4 separate regions of the Mus musculus genome follow, and all the other regions are linked to region 2. A link is a contact called in public ChIA-PET, HiChIP or PLAC-seq and promoter capture Hi-C data. All regions are on one chromosome and are shown on one strand. The core of a region is the stretch at or near the end of the contact, and the rest is flanking DNA. Distances in the headings are between cores, read along the strand shown.

What was found. ChIA-PET counts read pairs in DNA pulled down with a chosen protein or histone mark. HiChIP or PLAC-seq counts read pairs in DNA pulled down with a chosen protein or histone mark. Capture Hi-C pulls out chosen DNA fragments and counts their contacts.
Region 1: a contact with region 2 is called in an RNA polymerase II ChIA-PET map of memory CD8 T cells, with 260 read pairs. The contact joins the enhancer-like site here to the promoter of Gpr132 in region 2. A contact is called at or near these places in 2 of 39 promoter capture datasets (pre-B cells and stem cell-derived epiblast-like cells), 1 of 15 datasets of contacts at CTCF or cohesin (CD8 T cells), 8 of 115 datasets of contacts at active chromatin or transcription factors (the HL-1 cell line, the SCID.adh cell line, bone marrow-derived macrophages and 5 more) and 1 of 9 other capture datasets (adipose tissue).
Region 3: a contact with region 2 is called in a promoter capture Hi-C map of liver. The contact joins the promoter of Tex22 here to the promoter of Gpr132 in region 2. A contact is called at or near these places in 4 of 39 promoter capture datasets (cranial neural crest, hippocampal neurons, maxillary cranial neural crest and 1 more), 1 of 484 Hi-C or Micro-C datasets (muscle stem cells), 9 of 115 datasets of contacts at active chromatin or transcription factors (CD8 T cells, bone marrow-derived dendritic cells, bone marrow-derived macrophages and 5 more) and 2 of 9 other capture datasets (adipose tissue and liver).
Region 4: a contact with region 2 is called in an H3K27ac HiChIP or PLAC-seq map of double positive thymocytes, with 9 read pairs. The contact joins the enhancer-like site here to the promoter of Gpr132 in region 2. A contact is called at or near these places in 4 of 39 promoter capture datasets (the 3T3-L1 cell line, hippocampal neurons and neural stem cells), 1 of 15 datasets of contacts at CTCF or cohesin (CD8 T cells), 3 of 484 Hi-C or Micro-C datasets (cerebellar granule neurons, olfactory sensory neurons and trophoblast stem cells), 4 of 115 datasets of contacts at active chromatin or transcription factors (CD8 T cells, double positive thymocytes and effector CD8 T cells) and 2 of 9 other capture datasets (adipose tissue and liver).

Annotation. Positions count from the first base shown.
Region 1 is chr12:112,692,213-112,694,912 of GRCm38.p6, forward strand. Gm30298 (a long non-coding RNA gene) reads left to right here. Exons shown (of 7, transcript XR_003950268.1): 1 at 1-1,632. Among named protein-coding and RNA genes, the nearest start is that of Gm30298, 3.9 kb to the left of the region's middle. Within about 2 kb of position 1,414, at least 409 of the 459 cell types and tissues checked have an H3K27ac peak or open chromatin away from gene starts, as enhancers often do. A contact at or near this core is called in CD8 T cells, the HL-1 cell line, the SCID.adh cell line and 7 more, where this site is marked.
Region 2 is chr12:112,859,490-112,862,189 of GRCm38.p6, forward strand. Gpr132 (G protein-coupled receptor 132) reads right to left here and starts at 1,427. Exons shown (of 3, transcript NM_019925.4): 1 at 1,381-1,427. It overlaps Gm30461 (a long non-coding RNA gene), which reads left to right and starts at 655. Exons shown (of 3, transcript XR_381993.3): 1 at 655-1,162; 2 at 1,630-2,700.
Region 3 is chr12:113,073,223-113,075,922 of GRCm38.p6, forward strand. It overlaps Tex22 (testis expressed gene 22), which reads left to right and starts at 1,280. Exons shown (of 3, transcript NM_001361919.1): 1 at 1,280-1,637; 2 at 2,022-2,214. The coding sequence starts at 2,059. Pacs2 (phosphofurin acidic cluster sorting protein 2) reads left to right here. Exons shown (of 24, transcript NM_001081170.1): 24 at 1-1,179.
Region 4 is chr12:113,049,534-113,052,233 of GRCm38.p6, forward strand. Pacs2 (phosphofurin acidic cluster sorting protein 2) reads left to right here. Exons shown (of 24, transcript NM_001081170.1): 5 at 274-436; 6 at 984-1,057; 7 at 1,348-1,428; 8 at 2,698-2,700. Among named protein-coding and RNA genes, the nearest start is that of Tex22, 24 kb to the right of the region's middle. Within about 2 kb of position 1,353, at least 61 of the 459 cell types and tissues checked have an H3K27ac peak or open chromatin away from gene starts, as enhancers often do. A contact at or near this core is called in CD8 T cells, double positive thymocytes and effector CD8 T cells, where this site is marked.

The DNA.
Region 1 (2,700 bases), core at 164-2,663, 170 kb before region 2:
CATCTTTTTTCTAGGTTCACGGATCATTTGTATTTTGTCTGGATCAACTTGGTTCAGCTCTTACAACCAACTTTCTTACTGAGTTTTTAAAGAACTTCTTAGTCCTTTGGGTTTTTAAAGGGCTTCCTAGGTACTCTAATCCTTTGGTGTGAGATGGTAGGTGGTCAAGGTACAGCCCTAGCTATGACCATTGGGATGAGCAATGTCACGTGTTAGAATGCACACATCATCTAACAACCCTTGTGTGCAAATCTCTGTGGCAGTGTTGGGTCCTCTCCTGGTTCTGCACCCTCCTGTGGCCAGGCTGGACATGATGAGTGGATGAGTGGCTGTAACAGATTCCCTGCCCCACGCTCACCACAAGCAGGGCTGGCTGTACTCATTCCGTTTTGCTTTGGGTTCTCTTGGCTGCTTCCAACCCATTCTCCAGGTGGCCTCAGGTATCCGTGTCTGGAACATGGAGTAAAGCTACTCTGGGCTCTGCTCCACTTCAAGATGGCTTCTCCCAAGCTCCAGCAGACCCACTCCAGAACCAGCACCCTGTCACCCAGTGAAGCAGAACCTCCCTCACTCCCTGTACTCTTCTCAGGCTCCTTGGTTTCTTCCCACCAACCAGCAGCTACTCCTGGTACTTCACTCTATTCAGTCTCCTCTCTCATAGGCATCCCTGGGCCTCAGACCTGGCTCTCTGGGGGCCTGCTCTGACTCTTCTTAGGGACACCCATTCTTCCCTTGCGACAAGTTCTACCCTTCCTCTAGGGGTACTCCGAAATGGACCTCTCAAAGATCCAAGGGGGGCAGGGAGCCTTCACCTTTGCACTGTCTTATTCTCTCGAAGGAACTGTCCTCTCGACTGTCTTAAGGCTTGGAAGCTGCAGGCCTGAGTCCTTATGGCTTGGGATATTGAGAAGCTGGGGGTTTGGGGGACCTTAAGGACTGAGAGTCTGGGAAGCTGGAGGCCAGATACTCTGAAGACTTAAGATTCTAGGCAGCCAGCGATCTTAGAGTTTTAGGGTCTGAGAAACTGGGGTCTAGAAAAGTAGTTAGGACTTGGGGATCTAGGGAGCTTGGGACCAGAGGAGCTTTAGGAGTCTGGGGCCCGGGAGCCAGGGGAGGCAGGGCCCTTATAGGGGAACAATCACCCGCGAAGCGCAGCCCTATGCCTCTGCCCTTCGGCACTCAGACGTGGGTCCTTGTCTCTCCTGGATGGATCAAGGGAGCAGCCTCGGCTGACACCAGAGCCAGTTGTGACCAAAGGACGCTCGTTCGCACCGACCGGCAACTTCCGCCGGACAGAGCCGGCGCAGCACTCGCCAGGACACCGTGGCGACAGCGGTAGAGTTCCACCTCACGACCCTGAACACTCCCGGCCTTCTGCACACTCGCTGCGCACGCGCAGCCCCTTCGCGCAGGCGCACTCCTCACGCCCCGCGTTCTGGCGTCACGCGGCCTCCGGGCAGTGTGGCCGCCAGGAACGCCGGGTGGAAGCGCGAGCCTTGGAGAAGCTGGTTCCTGCTCGACCCGTGCCTCCTTTAGTCACTCGTGCCTTGGAGCGTCCGCGAGGGCGGGGTCCTCGTGGGATGTGTTCAGCTTTGTGTCTGCAGAGCTGTTAGGAGGGCCTGACACCTCATTGTGCGTAGCTGTGGAAATGAGGGAGGGAGGAAGGCGATCCATAGAATTAATGGTTGCTTCCCTGTCGATGGGATGCTGAGACCACCATTGTGACAGCAGAACCTAAGACAGAGGAGCTGCTGTAGACTTACCAGGTCCTCACCATGATGTTGCAGACAGCTGACAGGAAGTTCAGAAGCATGTGGCTTCTCCACAGTAAAAAGATTGCTGTGGAAAAGAATTCTGACCCTATCCCCAGAGGCAAAATCACATGAGGTCTAGGAGAAAAGCTATGCGGCTTTTGAGCTCCGTGACAGCTAGTCGTGGACTGAGAGATCCTGAAAAGCATCACATCCCCAGATACCATGTCTGACAGTCAACACCTCCCTCACATCTCTGCAATCAGTTCCTTCAGCTCTATACCCACAGCTGCATCCAGAGTCCCTATGCCTCTTCTTTCTCCAGTTCTTTCCAAACAGTAAATTTAACCATGTCGCCCGCACATTTGCCTTCAGTCGGTTAACTATAGGATATGAATAAAGGTTCAGCGTGTAGGTGGGTGGGTGGATAGGTGTACTGACGAGCTGTGGGTGCATGGAGGCACACGTAGGTGTGTGAGTGAGTAGGTGTATAACGGGTTTCACATAGCGTTTTGAATCAGTGCATTGGTTTGAGGCTGGTGTATCTGATGGGACCTCAACAGTCCAGCTGCACCAGCATGGTGTGTAGCTATTTTCTCCAAACTGAAACACCCCACCACACACACACACACACACACACACACACACACACACACACACACACACACAGGGAGGAAGGAGACTCCTAAGCTAATGAAACATACAAGACTCATAAAATTGTAAGACTCAAAAGGCCTCCTCCTCCTGGTTATGTAAACTATGAGTAATTTCTGGGGAAAGAGGACTCTTGATGGAGTCGTGTGCAGGTTGGGCAGGAAGCTCCTGGGATGAAGGTGTTGGAGTGGTCACCCATGCTTTGCTGGGCTGTCTTGATTATTCAGCTGCCTTTAATTTACCCATGTTCCTATAAGTAACTCCTCTAAAATGAATTGGCTTACCAACCTGGATG
Region 2 (2,700 bases), core at 177-2,676:
CCAGCCTCAGAAGGTAGAGATGAGATCCCCCCCAGAGCAAGCCAGCTAGCAAGAGTAGCCACATCTGTAGACTCTAGGCTTGAATGAAAGACCCTGCCTCAAGGAAGAAGATGGAAGAGCAACTGGGGATGGTTTGGAACATCAATCTCTGGACTCCACATTCACGTGTGTGTGTGTGTGTGTGTGTGTGTGTGTGTGTGTGTGTGTGTGTGTGTGTGTGTACACATGTGTGCCCATACACATGGAAACACACACACATGCACACATACATACAGAAAGAGAGAGAGAAAGAGGAGAGGAGAGAGAGAGGAGAGAGAAGAGAGGAGAGAGAGGAGAAAGAGAGAGGAGAGAGGAAAGAGAGGAGAGAGAGGGCAGAGGAGAGAGGAGAGAGAGGAGAGAGAAGAGAGAGGAGAGAGAGAAGAGAGGAGAGAGAGGAGAGAGAGGGCAGAGGAGAGAGAGAGGAGAGGAGAGAGAGGTGAAAGGCAAAAAATAACAACAACAACAAAACTTCCTCCTCATTTCTGTCCTCAAACTCAGAACACTGACTCAAATTCAGAACGCCATTTGGCAGGAACCGTTAAATTACTAGTGTCAACTATACATCCTGTATATCTGGGGGCCCATCCCCCACACCACACTTCTCAATAACGCACATTTCAGTTTGACTGATCTCTAAGCTGAGTGCTTGCACCAGCTACTCTTCCTTCCCACCTTCCCTCGGGGTGTCTCCGTTCTCACCCCTCTGCGTGGTTAGCCCCCTAAGACATTGTGCCACGTGCCCTCATTGGTAAGACCATAACAGCTGCTCACAGTCCTCGGTGGCCATGCTGAGCAGTCCATGAGTCTGTCCTCACAAATCTAGTAGAAGTTACAAGATCTCCTCTGACAGGCACTCCAAATGCCTGCCTCAGAGTCGGTTAGTGGCCAGCCCCAGGATCTAGCCTCACGACCACACAGCCTATCCCAGTGGAGCCCCACTGTTCATCCCTCCTCAGAGCCTGCCTCTAACCCTAGGTAACTCCTAGGAAGAGGAACCCCTAGTCCCACCAACCATACTGACCAGGATGCCTCTGTGGTCCTCAGCTCCCTGTCAGAGGAAGTCCAGTCCTTCTACTAGCGTCTGTATCTACAGTTGGGGTAAAGATCTTCCAGAAGCATCCAGGTAGGTTGGGGAAGAGCAGTCTGATATATGCTATTGTCCCTGTGCCCTTACATAGGTGGGCATGGTGCCCCTGAGTCCCTTCTTGGGGACAAGCCTTGGCTAAACACTTGGGGCCAAGCCACACTGTTATGCCATCAAAATCACATTTCTTTCAGAACCACTATGGAGAGCATGGCCCCCCCAGACCCACTCCCCAGATCTAGGATCCACTGACTTACCCAAGCCAGTCCTGAGGCAGCACAGGGCAGGCCCGTCCTGAGGCAGGGCTGAGCACCCCTCTGCAGGCCCAGCTGGGAGGTTTCAGGAAGTAGTGGGAGGGGGTATCTGAGCACGCTCACTCCAAGGAACTCCCCTAACCACAACGCAGGCTAGCGTCAGGCTTACATCACTGTGATGACAATGGGTTGGGATGACAGAAAAACAGCTCCAGACCTGTCTGACCTTGCTCGGATGATGGCTCTTCTCAGGTACCGAGAACTGAAAGATGGAGGCTCAAACGGCTCTTCTGGGCAGCTCCGGGAGGACTGGCCCCCACCTGATCCCGAGTCAGGCAGGACAGGTCACATCACCAGCTCTTTACATCCAGGCCTGGTGCTGGAACACCCACCTGGTACTCTGCAAGCGCTCTACCATGAACCCAACCATCCCGGCCGATCTCTTCCTGGAGGCAGAGCCCTCGGGGGCACACCTCCACCCCAGCTCTGTCTGAGAAACCATCCTTCATTTCGGAACAAAGCCTTTACCCAGGAACTCTACAAGTGGTTTTGCTTGTGAGAGCCACATACAGTAAGTACTGTGCCACATACAGTAAGTACTGTGCCACATACAGTAAGTACTGTGCCACATACAGTAAGTACTGTGCCACATACAGTAAGTACTGTGCCACATACAGTAAGTACTGTGCCACATACAGTAAGTACTGTGCCACAGTACAGTAAGTACTGTGCCACAGTACAGTAAGTACTGTGCCACATACAGTAAGTACTGTGCCACATACAGTAAGTACTTGGCATTACTGTGGCAGCCCCACCGCTGAGGGCTGCTCAGGATGATGGGCACAGCAGCTTCTAGTGGCCCTGGGCTCATACATCTTACACCCAAATGTAACCTGTTTTCTCTGGAAAAAGGCAGGTGGCCACTGCTGGTACCCACCACTAACTTAACCACACTCAGCCCAAAGGCTGGCTCTAGGCTTGGGGGTGTTGGCCCCATCCCTGACAGCTCCCAGAGTCCTCAAAACTGAAGGCAAAGCTGGCCTTGGTAGCCTGTGTTCAGCTAACACTTTCAGAAGCGCTAGCCGACGAAGCCCAGCTTTACAGAGCAGTTTGAAAGGTCATGACCCAGATAGCAGCTCCCTGCCTAAGTCCAAAGACAGACATGCTCTCTGAGAGTCATGCCAGGCTTCAAGGCTGTGAGGCTGGAGGCCTTTCTTTCTCACCCAACCCCTAACAGACATTTACATATTTGTGTGGGTGGCAGTACAGTCCCTAGAAAGCTGGCCCTCAGGGGTGTGGGGCAGACAGCTGGCATGCGGGCCT
Region 3 (2,700 bases), core at 30-2,529, 210 kb after region 2:
TGAGTCAGGCCACTGTAATCCTTGGAGCCTAAGAGCCTAGTTTACCTGCCCCTTGTGTTTTTTCCCAAAAGTCAACCTTCATATGAAACATTTGACCTAGATTTCTAGCCTTGAGGCCACAGGGGTTCAAGCTCTTGCCTGAGGGCAGCCCTTTTCCAGAACCTTCCCCTGTACATACGTGCTCCTTCCTTGACTGGTTCCAGGGGTCTGACTTTACACACACAAGAGGAAGGTGTAGGCAGCGTCTTTGTCCCACAGCTGGCCCAGGGTGGAGTCAGGAAAGCCTAGCACCTGAGCACCATACACCTTCCCCCCAACCCCCACCATGGCAGTGCTAGGTGCAGACCTAGACAGCAGTCCTTCCTCCCTGTGCCTCACTCCCCCAGTGGTTAGAGAGATGGTCCATTTTCCTTGCCTACCTCATGGAGCTGTAATGAGAAGTCATGGAGAAGCACTTTGTCCCTTTGAAGGATGACACCAAAGCCCCCCTGACAGGCAGTGCAGTGGTACGAACCGCAGAGTGTGTTTGCATCCGAAGCTCTGAGGCATCACCCTCAGAGCCTGCCAGTCTTAGAGGTCCCTGTCAAGCAACACCAGTTGCCATTGCTCATTGCTGTCAGTTGGGGGCCCTGCCTCTACCTTCAAGTTGGTTCCTGCCACCACCCTCTGAGTACGCAGCTCAGTATCACTGTAAAGGTACCAGTGCTGGGAGGTGGGGGTGGGGAGGCGTGGGGAGGCGGGAGGCTCAGCCCTGAAGCAATGGCTTGCCCTAGCCTTATCCTGCAAGCCTCACTTCTTCCTCTAGCCTCCATCTCAAATGAATTCCGCATAAAAACGTCCTGGCACTTCTCCCCAGGGCCAGGGTACTTGCTCCCTAAATCCCTGTGCCCTTCAGAGACTGCTCTGTCCTGGAAGGGGGCCAGCAGAAGCTGACAGCCTTGCGTGAGGATGACTCCGTTCGCTTCTGCAGACTGCCCAGCGCGCTGTGACTGATTTCTAGAGTGTGTATGTTGCTAGTTTTGTTTTTGTTTTTTTAATAAAAAGCAGGATTCATGTAAATAGCTTTTTTTGGGAGCAGATACTGATCTGTCCCATGCGACCATGTGGACGATTTCAAGGTGCTGAAGCGACACTAATAAACTGACGGCGCTCAGGCCGCCCACTGCTGTGATTTCTCTGAATGTGTTGGGGCCATGCGGCTTGAACGCTGGGGCGCACGCGTGGAGGGGGCGGAAGCGGCCGCGGAGGGCGGGGTCTGTAGGACGGAAGCTCCGTCCCTCTTCCCTAGAGCTCTGTCCTTGGATCCAGCTTTCTCAGGCTGGTGCTGAAGGTCCTAAGTCAGCCTCACCAGCCAGCTCTGTTTACCTGGACCCACATGAGCGTTCACAGGCCACACGACCCTCCACTCCCTGTGCAGACCCTTCTGAGCCTGGGCTCACCGGCTGATCCATTGTCAACCGGAGCTCATTAAGCCCCCCTCATCTGTCCCGGAGCCTACAGAGCCCTTCCCAGAGCCCTCTGGGCGAGCTCTGCATCCGCGTGGGAGCGGGTGACCCAACTCCCACATACCTTCACTGCTGCCCTTAACTGACTTCCACAGTTCATACCCACGGAGAGGGTGGGAAATGAGAGCTCAGGTTGGCGCTGAGCCTGGGCCTTGTGTGGTAGGGTTGTCCAAGACAGGAGGAGGCCTATTGAGGGTGGGATCCTAGGACTGAAGAGCTTGTCAGGACCGCAGAAGGAGCGCCCCCTGCGAGGAAAAGCAGACCAGGTGGTTCGGTGAGAGCAGAGAAGGCTAGGCTAGCATCTATTTCTAGGCTACTGCTGTCCCTGGGGGGATGCTGGTGCGGAGGATAATGGCCACAAGACCTGGGAGAGAAAGTCACAAGGGACCCCGCTACTCGGCAAGAGTAGTCACTAGGTAGAAGGCGGCCCCAGCAGGGCCTGCCATCATCTGCTTTAGGGATCTGCCGTGGCAGCAGGAACCCTGCTCAGTTCCCTTCCTGCACCTTGCCCCACAGCCCTAGTCGAGGGAACTGCAACCTGCTGTACTTAGAGATGGACAGCAGGCAACAGCGCCCCCAGAGGAAGACGCTACAGTGGCAGCTTGCTCAAGAGCAAAGACAACAGTCACCCCCACAGGGGCTTGCCGTGGCCTCCAGCCAGCCAGACACCAAGAGCAAGCCTCAGGACGACTTGCAGACCCAAGACTGGGTAAGCAGTTAGGAGAGTCTTCCGAGAACCCAGGCTTTTAGGTGGACTGGTTGGAAAGGGACACCGAGAATGGGCCTCTGGGACAAGAGGAAAGGACTGAATGGGACTGGAGGAAACATTTAGTTTTTAGGGCTTGCTTCTCCAACTACTCAGGCTAGGCTCGGAGGTAGACTTCCTCTGGTGGACACCAGGCAGAGAGAGGTCGCCTAAGGTCAGAAGGAGTGTGCCACACATACCCACATCAGCTCGTGCAGTGTCCCTGACCCCTGCTTTGAGGTCCCTCCAAAGGTGACAACTGTCCTGCAGGGCTGACCAGTAGCCCCTTCCGCTTTCATAAGGCAGGGCATTCTAGATGGTAAAGATGCTAACGTGTCATCTCTTGGGAGAGGCTTGCTTATGAATAGGCACAGATGTATGGATTTTATATTGGTGACATAATGGTGAAGAATCAGAGCTCTATGGTTGAAGGGACACCAGACTCCTGGT
Region 4 (2,700 bases), core at 103-2,602, 190 kb after region 2:
GGACAGTAGACAGTGGTGAGTGGGGGTAGGAACAATTTGAGTGATGTCCACGGGGCAGCAGGGGTGCCAGAACTGACTGGTCTATAGATCACTCCTCCGTCTATCTGCAGTCAGAAATTCCAATCCCAGCGCTGACCTCCCTGCTCAGCCAATCTGCTTTGCCCAGGGGTTTCTCTGGTTTCCTGCCAGCCTTCTACTAGGTGCGCCCTGCTCCTGAATATTGGAGCTCTCTGGGGTGGAAGCCCTCCTGATACCTAGAACCATGTTCCATAGGTGATGCAGCACCCCTCTGAGGGCGGCCAAGTTCTGAGCCTCTGCAGCAGCATCAAAGAGGCCTCTGTCAAGGTGGCCGAGATCTGGATCGTCTCCCTGTCCAGCCAGCCCATCGACCATGAGGATAGTGCCATGCAGGCTGGCCCCAAGACCAAGTCCACAGGTGAGTCACTGCCTTCCTTCCTCTGCTACCCCGCTCTGCTCTTGCCACTTCCTGCCACATGTGTGGGAGGCCGTCCCAGTGTGGTCGGAGAAGGTAGAGTCTTTTGGCTTTTCTCTAGCTAGAAGCTTTGAGGGAGTCGTGTGCACTGTTGAAGTTCATTTATAAGTTCTCTGAACCCTCGATATGTAGGTGCCATGGATCTATCCTGTGGCCTTCGATGTTGTGAACACCCAGTTTCTGGTGTGGAGAAGGTGCTTGGCCCCTGTCATTGCTGCTGCCATCACAGTGGGGGTCGCTCTGTTTCCCCTGCTCTCTTACTCCACCAACATGCCAGCAGGCACATGTCAGCAGACGTGTTCCTTACTCCACCAACATGTCAGCAGGCGTGTTCCTTGAGACACCAATGCTGTGCCTCCATGTTCCCTGGTCTACACGGGTCTGTCTCCCCTCTGCTCCCAGGGGACACCCATGGTTCTGTTGCCACCTCATCGCCATGGCGTTGGGTAGAATCTAGAGGTACTCTCCCTTCTGTGTGCTCATTCCACAGATAACTACTCTGAGGAGGAGTATGAGAGCTTTTCCTCTGAACAAGAAGCCAGTGACGATGCTGTACAAGGGCAGGTAAAGTTTGAGCCTGAGATGGGGAGGTACCTGGCACCTCCCTCTTCCACCTCTGTAGATCAGGGCTGGGGACTGAGGGCCTTCCCTGAGTGAGCCCACACAGGATGAGAAGGGGACTATATGTGCCACACCTGTTTGTTTCTTCCCTGGGCCTACAACATGTTAGTAGGCAACTCTGCAGGGTTTGGGACTAATAGTAGCTGACTGCCCAGTGATGGCCTCCCTTGCACTGTGGGGCGGGCTGCTGTGTGGGCGCGGTGGCCTCAGGCTCTCTGCCTCTGTCTGTACAGGATCTTGACGAGGACGACTTTGATGTGGGAAAACCCAAGAAGCAGCGGCGCTCGATAGTAAGAACGACGTCCATGACCAGGGTCGGTGGAAACTCGTTTTACTAACACTGGGAAAGGGTGAGGAGGGTGGGCAGAGGCTGGGAGGCTCACTGGAAGGCTGTGGGAAAGAGGACAGACAGCCTTTCCTGAGGACCTCATATATGGCCTGAAAGAGCCTCAGAATTCCCACTTGCCCAGAGTCCAGAATCCTGTCTAACTAGCACCTAGTTGTTATTATTCAAAATGGACATAAGCCAGACAAGGATGTCTTCTGGCTGCCACTCTCTCCTGCCCCCACTCCAGCTTTATATGGTCATGGAGCCCTGGGATCTGGAATAAGGCTGGGATAGCTGCCTCAAGCCCACAAGCCTACAGATAGAGGCCACTGGGTGTTGTTGTCCTGTCAGTGTGGGACTCAGACTCACCCTGTGTGGAGCCTGCTCTGCAGCACAGAGACTCAGCTGTTAGGCCTTTCCCATGGGAGGAAATGCGGGGTAGACTTTAGCCCATTCTCATCCTGCCCGGTGACCACCAATGGACCTGCAGCCCTTAGAGCCCGGCACTGGGCTTCAGGACTGACTGGCATGGGTAGCCCCTTGTCGATACTGACCAGGGACAGCACTGTCAGCCTTTGGCAGGTATGAGGAGGTTGTGGACAGACAGTGGCCACAGTACAGAAGCTGAATATAAACTGGGTCTCCCCTGACCACAGGCAGCACATCTGGAGTTCATGGGCCAGCCTGAGGGGTTGTGCAGGAAGAGTCCTCCCTGTTAGGGTCAGTTCTGTAAGGGTAGCCATACTGAGAGGACAGTGGCTGGAGCAGAGGCACTGCAGCCAACAGTGCGAGCAGCTTGACTAAGCTCAGAGCTTACAGGATCCCTGGTCTCATCCACCATGAGCTATCCTGAGTGCCTCCCACAGGGTGGCAGTTTCCTCCTGAGGATGAGGCCAGGACCTTCCCTGGGAGGTGGAGCTGTGGCAGGCGCTAGAGAGCCTGGATGGGGCTGCTGAAGCTTCTGCGGCTGCAGAGCCACCCTGTGCCCTTCCTCAATCGCCCTTAGTGGCTGTGGACTGTCAGCTCCCCAGGCGTTTCTGAGTCTGGACTCAGGCTGTGCTTTCCAACACTAAAAATGTGCACATGGCTGCATGTAAAAGCTGCGTCCAGTTTATGCTTTCATAGTGTGTGAGCTGTGTCTCCTCCTGTCCCTCATTACTGAGAGACCAGAGTGCAGTTCCTTGCTTTGTCCCAGGAATGTAGCCCCTCCCATCATCATTCCTTACATGAGCTTCCTGTGCTTCTTGTCTTACAGCAA